2 separate regions of the Zea mays genome follow, and region 1 is linked to region 2. A link is a contact called in public Hi-C data. All regions are on one chromosome and are shown on one strand. The core of a region is the stretch at or near the end of the contact, and the rest is flanking DNA. Distances in the headings are between cores, read along the strand shown.

Region 1 (2,700 bases), core at 125-2,624, 380 kb after region 2:
TGATTAGTTTTACATTGCTTGCTATTGATAGTTAGGGCTAGATATAGAGTCAACTCGGCTCAGCTTGGTCGAGCTTGAGTTGGCCCATTAAGGTAACAAGATTTCTCGACATGGCCCGCTAGAAAATCGATCCAGAGAATCAGCTTGGCTCATTTGTGAGCTTGAGCAGGCTCGTTTAGCTTGCGAGCCAAAAAAAAGATACACATATATACAATAATAAAATATTAGTTAATTCTAGACCAATTTAACGCTAGAAAAGAGTATTAATACTCATAATTTCATATACCACATCAACCCAACACCAAACGCTCGTCAGCTCGCTCGGCTCATGGTTAGCTCGACTCAGATCTGACTCGACTTTGTTTCAATTTTATCATGAGCTGAGCTAGCATCTTAGCTCGGTTTGTTAAGGAGTTAGCTCGAGCCAGCTCGTCATCTCGAACGAGCTAGTATTTGTCAGCAAAACAAAGTCTCCACTTGTGTTGGATAAACTAATAAGTGATGATCTGTGTTAATTTGGTGTTGAATTGATGTTATATATAAAATTGTTAGTACTAATACTCTTTTAGTGTTAAATTGGTCTAAAATTAATTAACAATTGATTATATTGTTGTATATATACATATATTGTTTTTGTTGTTGTGACTCACGAACTAAACGAGTTGAGTCGAGTCGAGCTGATTCTCTGGCTTGATTCCTTAACGAGTCGAGCTAGCTTGATATCCAGCACTACTTATTAGTTTATCCAATATAAGTGCATGTGTTATTTTGCTAACAGATGGTTGCTCATTCGAGCTATTGAGCTAGCTCGAGCTCGGTTTAAGCTGGCTCGCTAACAAATCAAGATGATATGTTAGCTTAGCTTATGATAAAATTGAAATAGAGTCGAGCGAGCTTACAAATCATAAGTATTTTGTCTAGCTCTACTGACGACTTATTTAAAGCCTAATAAAACACATCAAACTGCGTTCTTCTGTTTATGCGCGAGCCGAGTTTGCTTAGCTTTAGTTATCACTTTTTAAACTTTATTGTTGTGATATTCGCATTATAAAATATAATTTGTTTTATATTAATATTATGTATTGGTTGTTAACATAACATTATAAGGCATTAAGATCGATAATAATATATATATTATTCATTTTAATATAATCTTCGTACTCTAATACGAACATTACGCCCGTCCGCCACAACATGAAATTTATTATACTAGAAAAAGCTCGACAGAGAAGGTCAAAACGAAGAGGATGACGAGAGGAGTACAGGTCGGGCCTTCAGCTAGGATCAAAAAACGATGGACGCACACTTGAAGGCCCAAATTTCATCTCATTTAGATGAAGGCCCAAATATCACCTTATCCTTCTCCTCGCCCGCATTTCATTTCGTTCGGCGTCCCCACACGGCCACACCGGAAAAAAGACCCCGGCAAGAACCTCGCTCTCCGGCGTCTCCGGCCAATACCCATGGAGGCCACCGCAGTGCCGAGGGCTCTGTTCCTATTCGGGACATCGCCGGCGCCGTATCGTATGCGTATGAACTGCTTGCGCGTAGCTATTGGAGGAGATGTGAGGCGGCAGGGGGCCGTGGCAGTGTGGGCGAAGAAGAAGAGGGGGAGGGGGCGGGATAGCGAGACGGAGGAACGGGTGGACACGCACAGCTTCACCCCCAAGCCGGGCGAGGCTGCCGGGCTGTTCCCCGAGGCCGTCCTGCTTAGAAAGGTTCGGTCCTTTTTTTGTAACTTTGTTCATCCATTCCCTGATAGGCTGCCTCTAGGTGCTTCTATCTAGTGTTCAAGCCTGGGAGATGAGAATAAGGACATAGTTGCTTCCGTGTTTCTGCTTGTAGATGCTTCCCTGAGTGCAATGGTTTTAGACTTTTAGTAAATGACTCGGCAGCAGCCATTACCTGAATGCAATATGTGTAAGCAGGCCTTCTTATTGCGAATGGTGGATATGAGATTTTTTTAGGAATATTCTAGTGTTATATGCTTGTATAGTTGCGTCTGTGTGTAAACCTCTACAGTGCTTTAGTTTTCTTGTATAGTAACCATTGCCAATCAATACCATCTTCTATTCATGACAACAGGGACATTTTCCTATAGAACTGAAATTTATGGAACGAGCACTTAGTAGTTTCCCACTAGAGGGAACAGGAAATAGAAAATAAAATGGTGAAATCTTCCCAAGGCAAATGAAAATTATGGATTTGGTCAGTTGTGGTAGAAACAGGAGATTCTTTTAAGCTTTATATAGGGAAGCTTGAAAGCTATTGCAATAGGCTTAATAACTACATGCTTTTTATTCTTGTTGTTTTGTAGAAAATGGTGAGAGAGGATGGTCAAGTGTCACCAGAATTTGCTGATGCAGACGAAGGTTCGCTTTTCTGCTATAAAGTTTTTTAGATGTCCATTTTGGTACCGTAAAGATCCTTTTTATGGTTCATGTGAATATTATTATCATTCTAATCCTTTTTTGCAGAAAAGCTGTATGATTTTCTTAATATTGAGCTAGAAAGTGATTTAAATCTGAAAAGAAGTAAGAGCTCTTTTCTTTCCTCTTATGTCCAGCTATTGTTTTCTATTTTGGCATCGCTTGCTGTTCATTTGTGCTGGCTTTCTAAGTTCAGTTTGAACTTCATCCTTTTACAGTGCGGCACTATGAAGTAGTTTATCTAATTCATGAGGACCGTGTTGAAGAAGTT
Region 2 (2,780 bases), core at 141-2,640:
ATGATAAGGAAGCAATTGATAAGCCCGGTGCTGCTAAATCACATCCTGCAGCCGAACCCAAGAAAACTAGCAAAGGACATGGGGGCAAATCTAATCCTTCTTGGCGCAAGCGGGATCCAGATCAACCTGCTATGGTGGCACCAAATTCTGTTGACCAAGCAGACAACTCTTATGAATCAAAGGAGGTTCAGAACTGCACCGATATGAATCAGCCTGTTGAACTTGGCAAGGAAGATACACAGTTAAAATCCAATGTAGATGCTGCTGCTGAGAATAGCTCAGCTCCAGCTCAAACTGTTCCACTATCTGCCGGTGGTGCAAAAGAACATAGTGCGGCTAACAGGCAAAGGCGACAGCATTTTAAGGCTCAAAGAAATGAAGCAAGTAGCTACTCAAATGAGAGCAAAGTTAGAGAGGGCAAGAACGACTCTGTCTATCAATCAGCATCACCGGTGATTGATTCGAACTCATCCAATCACAAGAATGTGCCAAGATCAGATGTGAAAAACAGCGGCATAGTTTCACATTCTAGAGCCTGGAAGCCGAAAACCAATTCCCATCCTCAGAACAGCTCAGACGGCAAGATTGCTGTTGAAGGGAAAGTGGATTCCCATGGTGGTAGGCTTGAGCTGAACATGCCCAAAGGATCTGATACAATTACCCATCAAGACACCAGCAGTAAACCGATGAAAAGGAGTGATGGCACCGATGAGGCCTCACACAGCAAACAGGAGAACCTGACACAGGAAGATGGTAACCAGAAGATCGAGACTGGACAGGAGCAGGCTAATCCTGCACCGCGTCGCCAAGGCCAGCCCAATGCAAGGTATCACAGGGGAGGTGGGGCACACAGGGGAAGGGGCGGTTATGACACTGGGAGGCCAAACCATGGCACAAACGCGGAGAGGTGGAAGGGTGGCAGCCATCTTGAATACCAGCCGGTCGGATCCCAAAACAAAGCTGGAGGCGACTTCCAGCTGAGTCAGGGCATGGAAGATCGAACCGAGGGGCCTCCTGCATCTGGACAAGCGTTCGGGGAGCGTGGCCACAGCAGGGGGCTACGCCCAGCAGGCCGCTTTGTCCGGCGAAACACTGCCTCTACGTCTACCACTAATTCTCACCAACATGAATAATCTTCCGCGGCTGCCACATCCGCTGAGCTGCAGGAAAAAACTCGCCTTCGTGGTGGCGTTTCACAACATGTAGGTAAAATGTGCCTTCGTGGTCTGTACAGGGAGCATTCCCAAATCTCAGCCCCCTCCATCGCTAACATGTTTTGGGGTTTGCAGATTTGGATGCACTTGGGTGGGCGGTTGGTGTCCGTCGTCAACGACGAGTCTACGGTGGTGAGCATTAGGATCATGTAACGGTATTAGTCTTTGCCCCAAAGGGCACACCCTGGCCCCTCACGTGTCACGTGTGACTAGATTTTTTCCAGAGGAACATCCACCCTTGTTTGGGATGCAACGTTGGAACGTGTGCTAACAGAGTTGTGTTTGAGAACTGGGTTTAAATGTTGTTAGCCTGTGTTGCTGATGGGAACTGAGAGTGTTGGTTTTTGCCCAACTTTCATGGCATGTCTTTGTTTGATTGTTGGCTCTGTTGTTCATGGCAATCGCTTTGGATCCTCGCGACCAAAGAAAAAAGTAGTAGCTAGACATGTAGCTGACAATTTGCGTAAGCCATGTCAGTGCTACCATTTCATCTTCTAACGTAGCAGTGGTCTACAACATGTAAGTGATGGGTCTTTGGGTGTCGTGGTCTCCGAAAGTAATGGGGGTTCTGCTGCTCCCATTCCAACGCACGTCCTGTGAGGGTGTGTTTGGCTATGGGGGCATCAGGAGTGGCGCGACTGCTTTGTTTCAGTTTTTAAGAACAAAGCGATAACGTTTGGCAAGCAGAATAAAATCACTCTAGTTTTGTTTGGTTGAAGAGTAGAATAAAGTGGAGCTACTCTTTTTTTTATTTGGTTTTTTATTTGGTTGAAGAGCCATACGAGTGTGAAGGGGAAGAGAGCGTACGTGTTCGTGAGAGCACTCGTATCCGATTGTTTTGGTGGAACAGGGCATCTGAAATATTTGCTATATGTAGACATTAAAAGTTGCTTTGCTCCTTTTCTGTTAGAAACTAAACATCCAGAAGTTAAGAATAGAGCCGCTCTATTCTATTCTGCTCTTCAACCAAACATACACTTAAGGTGCCTATGGTGCGAGACAGCTAGGACAGAGACGTCCTCTCTTCTCCCTCTAATTTTGGAGATATCTGGGGACAACATTGGGATAATCCTGTCCCAACCTTAATCCTGAATCAAACAACTTTATTTGAGGGATCGTTCCGTCCTGTCATTGCAACTAAACACACCTTTAAGCGCTTTGACCTTCTATTGGAAGGAGCTATCGACACTTCTATGTATTGACACCCTGCAAAGTTATCAATAGGTAAGAGCATCTTCATTAGTTTCCTAAAAAAATTGATCTCTAAGCTCAGGTTTAACAAGTTGCTAAATATATACTTAGAACATAAATAACCTTAGCCTCCAACCGTTCCAATTGGTGGTTCGTGGATTGTTAAATACTTTTAAAGTGTGCTAACTCGGATTTTCTAGTTATTACTTGCATTTTTAAATTTAGTAAATTTATACGATAAAGTTCAATAATCATTATTTTCTCTTGATTGCTATTTTCATTCGGTATAAATCACGGTAAGTCGTTTTCTCTAAATTTTTGGCTGGATGATTTTCAGACGTATCAAACGATGATGATGAATTTATCCTTTCCGCA

Evidence for each region. Hi-C and Micro-C count contacts between places; a contact is called where the count stands out from the background.
Region 1: a Hi-C map of root tip shows a contact between it and region 2, with 3 times the contacts expected there. The contact joins the promoter of LOC100284375 here to the enhancer-like site in region 2. A contact is called at or near these places in 5 of 25 Hi-C or Micro-C datasets (ear, endosperm, leaf and 2 more).

The regions. Positions count from the first base shown.
Region 1 is chr3:130,136,659-130,139,358 of Zm-B73-REFERENCE-NAM-5.0, forward strand. It overlaps LOC100284375 (30S ribosomal protein S6-like), which reads left to right and starts at 1,375. Exons shown (of 5, transcript NM_001157270.2): 1 at 1,375-1,718; 2 at 2,318-2,372; 3 at 2,478-2,534; 4 at 2,648-2,700. The coding sequence starts at 1,464.
Region 2 is chr3:129,756,326-129,759,105 of Zm-B73-REFERENCE-NAM-5.0, forward strand. LOC103650547 (protein MODIFIER OF SNC1 1) reads left to right here. Exons shown (of 9, transcript XM_008676125.4): 8 at 1-1,202; 9 at 1,290-1,595. The coding sequence ends at 1,133. Among protein-coding and RNA genes, the nearest start is that of LOC103650547, 14 kb to the left of the region's middle. Within about 2 kb of position 1,391, at least 2 of the 20 cell types and tissues checked have an H3K27ac peak or open chromatin away from gene starts, as enhancers often do. A contact at or near this core is called in root tip, where this site is marked.